Regions from separate parts of the Mus musculus genome. Here all the other regions are linked to region 1. The links are chromatin contacts, called in public Hi-C maps. All regions are on one chromosome and are shown on one strand. Each heading gives the region's core, a stretch centred on a gene start, on an enhancer-like site or on the middle of the called end of the contact. The rest is flanking DNA. Distances are from core to core; before and after follow the strand shown. Region 1 overlaps 1700023F02Rik (RIKEN cDNA 1700023F02 gene). Region 2 overlaps Gm40678 (a long non-coding RNA gene). Region 3 has its middle 6.3 kb from the start of Gm31240.

Region 1 (2,737 bases), core at 149-2,648:
CAAGGACAATTTCACAACATATTCACAAAATAGCAACACCATCACATGAGAAGCCCTCCTCTGAGCTGTTGGCCAGCATTGTCCAACAGATTTTCATAAAACACTACAAGGCTATTGGTATTTCCCTTGGTTGCCCACTAGAGGTGGAAAGTAAGTCTCTATTGCTAAAGAAACCATGGACTTCATATACAGAGCTCAAAGACATCTGAGCTAAAATTGGCCTGAATGCTTTCCCCCTAAAAACTAGCTTTCATGTTACTAGAAGATACCATGCAAGTTTCTAAAGGAGAGAAGCATCCAACTGTCATACCCAGTTGTATCTCCTGTTAACAATAACCAACAACCAGCAAGGCAGGAGAACCCTAAGGGTGCCGTAATGGCATGCATACATTGGTAGTAACCAACAGCTCTCTAATTTGACTTAAGACCCACTCGACAAGAGGGAAAACATGCCTAGTTCTAGAAACCTATCCAACTACCCAAGGCTAGTAAAACCATGCTTATTCGAATAGAACCTATAGTCACCACTTTACTAAAACAACATAATCCATAACTATATTTTAAATGTTTATCTTTATACCCACAGAAAAATATAGTCTTCATTCCTAATCAAGGAAGTCTCTCTTTGCAACAGACACAGTTAATTACAGAAAACTATAACCAACAGAGTCCTATATCCCAGTTCCAATGTTTTTGCATACAATACAATTTCCACATTTAAGGCTCAGGAAGCATTGTATAAGAGGAGGCCAAAAGATTAGAAGAGGCAGAGGATCAGGGAGTTTGCTGTGAGATTGTGCCTCATAGTAATGTCAGAAGCTACACCTATAAAGTCTCACCAGCATGACTACCTAAACATGAGCTAAAAATGGAGAACAAAGATTTAAACAATAAAACATGCTAAGGAAGTCAGGGAGAAAACCCACAAGGCCTCAAACCCATACAAAAACTACAGGCAACTAAGGAATGCTAAAAGAGGCGAAAGCCTTTCCCAGAGAAGAGCTCATGAATTGGTTATCCAATACCAAAATACCAAGACGGTAATCTCTGAAAAAAAATGTAACATATAATTTTATGTTTGTGATATATATATATATATATATATATATATATATATATATATATTTGTGTGTGTGCATATATATTTAGGAATGCATATATATACACACTCATATAGACATATAACAACAATTAATGATAAATGAGGACATGTATTTGAAAGACAGAGAGGAGAAGTATATGAGAATGAGGAAAGGGAAAGCAGAAATGATGTAATTTCGTTATAATCTCAAAAAGAACAGGATATGACCAGTTTGGCTCTTAGGATGAGACATGCATAGGACAGTAAATTGGGACAGATGTCTCAGCTGGGGGCCTAATGCACATGAAAGAGAGCCCAAATGGGGCCAGTAAAGCCACCTGGCAACCTGGCAGTTGACTACAGGCACACAAGAGAGCCCTGCCAAGCCCAACAGATTTCCAGAAACTTCCCACTGGCTACTTCATTTGGAATCAAGACTAAATAGATCGATGCCTTAAGTTCTCTGTGATAGGTGATTTCTCATGCACCAAGTAGTCAACTAGCAGACTAATTGTCACACACTTGAAAGCTTATACACCTAAGCATCTCATCTAGGACTTGGTGGATTTAACACTGTGAAAGCACAAAATCACACACACACATACACACGGGGTGAAGGGAAGTGAATGTGATAAAAGGAATCTACAAATTACTATGACTTCATTTCTCATATCCATTGCTCTGATCATGCCATTTTCCAATGATATGTTGTGCAGCCAGTGTCCTGTCATTCAGATTCTTTCCTCCTCATTTCCTATGATTCTGAGTATTCGTGAATTGGGTTCCTCTACTCAATATTTAAAAACAAAACATGTGTTTCTATCTTCTATATTACCTCTGCATGGCTCGATCTTCGCTTGCTCTATTCCGCTCCCTCTACTGCTCCTCCCCTTTTTCCCCTCCCCCCTCCCCTCTCTCCCTTCCCTCCCCCTTGTGATGGTCTCTACTGCCCAGTAAAATAACCAATCTTCTTCTCAATTATTTTCAAGTATGAAGAATAATGACCACTCATTGAGGCATGCTCGTCCTAAATAAACTTAAATGATTTAAAATTGTCTTGTCCTTTCCCATCACAGAGAAGAAGAAGCCTAAAGTAGCACACAATGACTGAAATATCCAAGTATATTCCATGTTCCTATAACTGAGTCAGGTCAGTCTGCAGATAAGTATTTGAAGATGAAGAGATTATCTTGGGTACACAGTGGTCGTACACATTCCTCAGGACCATGGAGTTTGGAAAAGGAGATGCTCCCAAGTAGACAAATGAAGCCAGATCAGTATCTCTCATGCTGCACTATAGCTAATTCCTAAGGTATCAAAAGCTTTAATGTACTACCCATAACTGTGAAACCATTAGAGAAAACATACATAAAACACTTCGGGATATAATCAGGGATTTTCATATAGCACAAGAAATAATGAAGAATTGATAAACAGGGTTGCATGACATTGAGAGACTTTGGCACAAGAAAGGCAACCAAAAACCCGAATGGGACACTATGGAAAGGGAAAATTTGCTGTCTACATATCTGACAGAGAATTAATATTGAAGATATATTAAAAACAGCCAAATTAAGCAACAACAACACAAAACTGCCTTTTGATATTTAGGCTAAAGAACCAGAGCTCTCAAAGAATAAATAAATAAATAAATAA
Region 2 (2,737 bases), core at 97-2,596, 630 kb after region 1:
TTGCATGCATGTGGTCCCCCTGCAGGAGACATAGTCTGATCCCCAATTTACAGATTAAACAAACTGAAGTTTGGATCGCATACGCAACACAGCCAAATACACATGTTGAATAAATCGCTGTATGAGTTAAAGACAGATGGGAGAGGGGGTGGGTAGATAGATAGATAGATCGATAGATAGATTATAAATTGGTAGGAGGTAGATGATAAATGGAGAGATGATAGATAGATAGATAGATAGATAGATAGATAGATAGATAGATAGATAGATAGATAGATAGGTAGATAGAGACAGGCAGACTCGAGTCAGCTATGAAATAGTAACAACAAAAGAATCACATCTGAGAACTAAGAATCCAAAGGTTACTCTGTCCTTAGGCTAGTGCCTCGGAGCCCTGGTTGTCTTGCAATGGCTATCTTCTACTGGGGCAGGCCCAACAATGGGTAGTTGGACAGTCCACAAGGCTGGGTACCTCAGCATCCCAATCTGGCTCCCGAAGACAGAAGCTCCCTAGAGAACCATGATAGAAACTTGGAAATGCTGGTTCTACTATCAGAGCAGGAATCTACAGCTCAGGGGCAAGAGGGAGCCCAAGCGAGTGGAAGGGGAGAAACCCTGCGCCCACCAAGCCCTTTTCATCTAGAGAAGATCCCGCCCGCAGTCATGGTGAGTCTTCCTGCATCAATTTACCACAATAAGGACAATCCTTTGGGTTAGGCTTCCTCCCCCGTGGATTCTATTTGTGCCAAGAGTACATTAAAACCAACCACACCAACATCTCCACCGAGGTCAGCCTGGATTTCTGCTTCTACCCTCGACTTTTCTTCCTACGTGAGAGGAATGAAGCCACTACAACGCCATCATGGAACAAGTATCTACTTACTGGGTAATGGTGAAATTATTATGGTATAGTTCACTGGACCATAACTGTACCGGGCTCTAGGCATTGGCTGGAGCAGAACCTACCCTGTCTTCCTGAGGTTGACTGTCAGGCAAATGGCAGATGCATTCATTAAATGTAAGATCCAATAATCACTCTACTATTACACTGCAAAAGTGCTATGAAGGAAACAAGTTCCCTGCCGTGAGCCAAGTGTGAGTCCCAGGGCTGGCTTAGTCTCAGGGAAGGAACTATGGAGTCAGAAGCAGTGGGAGGCGCCTTGCCGGTCTGCCAGGGTCTCGGAACCGCAAAGGGCAAGCATACTTCTGGCCCACCACTCTGCATTACTGGCCCTTCTCTTCTCCCCTAATTGGCGCCTTGAAGGTGTCTCCTGCGTTTTCCCTTCACGCCCAGTGCCTGGCTATATGTTCAGCTTACCCTGGCACTGCAGCACCACAGCCACGCAGAAAAAGTCCCACGTAAAGCGACACCATTCAGAGAGAAGAATTGGCCCAAGTGATTAGGGCACGTGTTGGGTTCTATTTGGCGGGTCTGAGTCCCGAAGATTTAGAGACTATTATTTCCTGAGGAAGAGGAGGCTGGTGGAGGGGATGAACAAGCTATTATGCTGACACCAAAATTAAGGCAATGTTCTGACACTGTTCTGAACTGAGCAGCAAGCTGGGTTCCTGCCGCCCATGAGCCTTGCCTTTGCTACCATCTGCTGGTCACTATGGGAAATGCGCTATAACTCACCCAGACCTCTCTTTTTTTTTTTTTTTTTTTTTTTTTTTTTTCCATTTTTTATTAGGTATGTAACTCATTTACATTTCCAATGCTATACCAAAAGTCCCCCATATCCACCCACTCCCACTCCCCTGCCCACCCACTCCCCCTTTTTGGCCCTGGTGTTCCCCTGTACTGGGGCATATAAAGTTTGCAAGTCCAATGGGCCTCTCTTTCCAGTGATGGCCGACTAGGCCATCTTTTGATATATATGCAGCTAGAGTCAAGAGCTCCGGGGTACTGGTTAGTTCATAATGTTGTTCCACCTATAGGGTTGCAGATCCCTTTAGCTCCTTGGCTACGTTCTCTAGCTCCTCCATTGGGAGCCCTATGATCCATCCATTAGCTGACTGTGAGCATCCACTTCTGTGTTTGCTAGGCCCCGGCATAGTCTCACAAGAGACAGCTACATCTGGGTCCTTTCAATAAAATCTTGCTAGTGTATGCAATGGTGTCAGCATTTGGATGCTGATTATGGGGTGGATCCCTGGATATGGCAGTCTCTACATGGTCCATCCTTTCATCTCAGCTCCAAACTTTGTCTCTGTGACTCCTTCCATGGGTGTTTTGTTCCCAAATCTAAGGAGGGGCATAGTGTCCACACTTCAGTCTTCATTCTTCTTGAGTTTCATGTGTTTAGCAAATTATATCTTATATCTTGGGTATCCTAGGTTTGGGGCTAATATCCACTTATCAGTGAGTACATATTGTGTGAGTTTCTTTGTGAATGTGTTACCTCACTCAGGATGATGCCCTCCAGGTCCATCCATTTGGCTAGGAATTTCATAAATTCATTCTTTTTAATAGCTGAGTAGTACTCCATTGTGTAGATGTACCACATTTTCTGTATCCATTCCTCTGTTGAGGGGCATCTAGGTTCTTTCCAGCTTCTGGCTATTATAAATAAGGCTGCTATGAACATAGTGGAGCATGTGTCCTTCTTACCAGTTGGGGCATCTTCTGGATATATGCCCAGGAGAGGTATTGCTGGATCCTCCGGTAGTACTATGTCCAGTTTTCTGAGGAACCGCCAGACTGATTTCCAGAGTGGTTGTACAAGCCTGCACTCCC
Region 3 (2,737 bases), core at 116-2,615, 560 kb after region 1:
CCAGGCGCATACAAGAGCTGGTCCGAGGGCTCGCCTACACATATATACAGAGGAAGACTTCCTGGTCTGGCCTCAGTGTGAGAAGACGCATGTGCCTAACCCTCGAGAGACTTAAGGCCCCAGGGAGTGGGGAGGCCTGGTGCGAGGGGAAGGGGTGGAGACATCCTCGTGGAGAAGGGAGGAGGAGGAGGAGGAGGAATGGGATGAGGAACTGTGAGAGAGCAGACCCGGATGTGTAATGGCCAGACTGTAAAAAACATAAATAATAATAATAACAATAATAACAAACGTTGTGATTGGTTTCCTTTCAGATTTTCTCTTTGTCCATTCATTGAAGGGTTTTCGATCACGAACTGGGTAGGCCGAAATGCTGAAAGGTTGCCCACCAGCTACTAGAATGCAGTTCCTAGCGTCCTGGACTCAGCCTCCCCAGTGAGTGAACAGCAGCGCAATATGTGGTAGCCCTTGCTTAGAGAAAAGAAACGAAGGAAATTGACCCAGGATATAAATCTCAAGGGAGGGCAGGTTGGCGGAGCGCAGTTCCAGCACCCTGAGCCATGCTGTGGTTTGCTATTTACAATGATAGTGGATGTGTTTTGTTTTTTGTTTTGTTTTGTTTTTTACTATTACTGGTTGGTGTTTTGGTTTTGTTTGTTTGTTTTTAAAAACATTTCTCTATGTAGCCCTGGCTGTCCTAGAACTCCCTCTGTAGGCTAGGGTACCTTCAAACACTCGGAGATCCACCTGCTTCTGCTGATATTAAAGGTGTGCACCACCACCACCTGGCTGGTGGGTAAGTTCTTAGTCTGTCTCTTGGGTCTCCCACTTACAAAATGATAGTCCTTTACCTGCCTTAACATGGTTGTCATGGAGATTAGCATTTGGTGCACAGTAATCACCATTCAGAAAAGGGTTAATGAAATAAAATAAGAGGTAAACGTGGGTAAGCCCACTCCACAGGAAGCAAGGCCATTTGATATAAAGCAACCTGACACTTAAAAAGGAGTTTCTATTGAAAAATCAATCCAAAAGTGTGACAGGGCCACCTTAGAGAACCGTACCTTTAGTGCAAAAAAAACTGATGTTGCCTCTGACCATCAGAAAGATCTCAGGGGCATATGTATGATGCTCCCTCTGCCTTTAGGACGCCTTCAGTTCTAGCAGCTGCAGGAAAAGCTGGATTCAGTCATTAGCCAGAATTCAGAACTACCCTCTCCCAGTCCCCTCCCCCCTCCTCCCTCCCCCCTCCCCCCGCCATGAGTCACCTGAATCCACGTTGAACACAAAGGAAATTAACTGTGCCCTTCCCAGATGGCAAAGAGATTCACACTCTTTCTGAAAATGCTCATCTCGCCCAAATCTGTCTCCCCGCGGGAGACATGTGCCTGCTGCCTGAATACTCCAAAGGATTAAGGAAGGCTGTGTGCAGACTCTAATGGCTACATTTACTCAACAGTTATGGGAGAAATGAATATTTTGACACAAAACAACACTTCTACCTTCCCATTACCAATTCAACTATTCCCACGCCCCCAAAAAATAAAAAAATAAATAAAAAATAAAAAATAAGCCATTCTCCACTAGGAAAGATGACTACATTACCCACAGTGATCTATCTTAACAATTAAAGAAGGCCAGGGTACCCAGCATGTTCACATATCAATGGCTGGTGTATACTTCTCCTATCTGCTTTTCAAAAAGCCTTAAGAAAAACAAAAGCTGGGGAGTCTAGTTACCTGTACAGTCTCCATTGATGAACACTCTTCAAAACATCAATTGGCACTCTCGGCACCAGATCTGGTAAGAAACTAAGCAGAGTGCCTGACTGAAGTCAGCCCTAAAGATGTATGGTACTTGGTTCACATGCCGGCAGTCATCCTTATCAAACGGTACCCTGCCACCTCAGCATCACGAGGAAGGCTGGGGCTTACCCTGGGTCTTTATTTCTGTGTCAGATCTAGGATCCAGAGATGAGAAAGAGGGCTGGCTTCAGGAGTAAGCATACCATAAGCCAGTTGAGGGATCTGCACTAGTCATCGAGAACACAGAAATGTAGAGTGTGTGTGCACATGTGTGTAGAGGCCAGAGGTTCTGCTCCTGTCCATTCATCGAGAGCTATGCATCTTGTTTTTTGAGACTAGGTCTTTCATTCTCCTGGAACCCACCAAGTAGACTGAGCTGACTGGTCCCCAAAACTCAGGTGTTGCCCCGTGTCTACCTCACCAGAGCTGGGATTCTAAACATATGCCATCATACCTGACTTTTTTATTGATGTTCTCCCATGGACCACAGTGAACATGCATGGTTTTCACGGATGAGTTTAGGACAGGAAGGGAAGGAAGAAGGAAGAGGCGTCCAAAACGTGAATGTGTTGTGTACAAAGAGAAATGACAGACACAACCCCCTCCCTTAGCCCTTGGCACTATCTTTTTCTTTGTCTTCCCCATTCTTTGGATACGTGTGCCATGGCTATCTCCCTTCAGAAATGCTCCCATAGTTTGTGGACATTTCACATTAGCATCTTTTACAAGAACCAGCTCTGCCTCCCATGTGCCATTCCGTTTTGTTAGGAACTCAAGTCACCATGGGAATCTGTTACCCCAGCGATCCTTTCTAAGTTCTAAAAGCCCTCAAAGCCCTGAGCAGTACTATAGCTCCTCACAGCCTTCTCTTCATCACTTAATATCATCAGCATTGTTCAAGAAATTGGATTTCCTCCTGTTACCTTCTGACTTCT

The links. Hi-C and Micro-C count contacts between places; a contact is called where the count stands out from the background.
Region 2: a contact with region 1 is called in a Hi-C map of cerebellar granule neurons, with 3 times the contacts expected there. The contact joins two enhancer-like sites. A contact is called at or near these places in 2 of 484 Hi-C or Micro-C datasets (cerebellar granule neurons and cerebellum).
Region 3: a contact with region 1 is called in a Hi-C map of cerebellum, with 2.0 times the contacts expected there. The contact joins two enhancer-like sites. A contact is called at or near these places in 2 of 484 Hi-C or Micro-C datasets (both in cerebellum).

The regions. Positions count from the first base shown.
Region 1 is chr10:66,180,028-66,182,764 of GRCm38.p6, forward strand. The region is part of intron 2 of 1700023F02Rik (RIKEN cDNA 1700023F02 gene); the gene reads right to left. Among named protein-coding and RNA genes, the nearest start is that of Gm22829, 11 kb to the left of the region's middle. Within about 2 kb of position 1,399, at least 2 of the 459 cell types and tissues checked have an H3K27ac peak or open chromatin away from gene starts, as enhancers often do. A contact at or near this core is called in cerebellar granule neurons and cerebellum, where this site is marked.
Region 2 is chr10:66,806,210-66,808,946 of GRCm38.p6, forward strand. The region is part of intron 2 of Gm40678 (a long non-coding RNA gene); the gene reads right to left. Among named protein-coding and RNA genes, the nearest start is that of Gm40678, 22 kb to the right of the region's middle. Within about 2 kb of position 1,347, at least 12 of the 459 cell types and tissues checked have an H3K27ac peak or open chromatin away from gene starts, as enhancers often do. A contact at or near this core is called in cerebellar granule neurons and cerebellum, where this site is marked.
Region 3 is chr10:66,737,871-66,740,607 of GRCm38.p6, forward strand. It overlaps the pseudogene Gm18777. Among named protein-coding and RNA genes, the nearest start is that of Gm31240, 6.3 kb to the right of the region's middle. Within about 2 kb of position 1,366, at least 3 of the 459 cell types and tissues checked have an H3K27ac peak or open chromatin away from gene starts, as enhancers often do. A contact at or near this core is called in cerebellum, where this site is marked.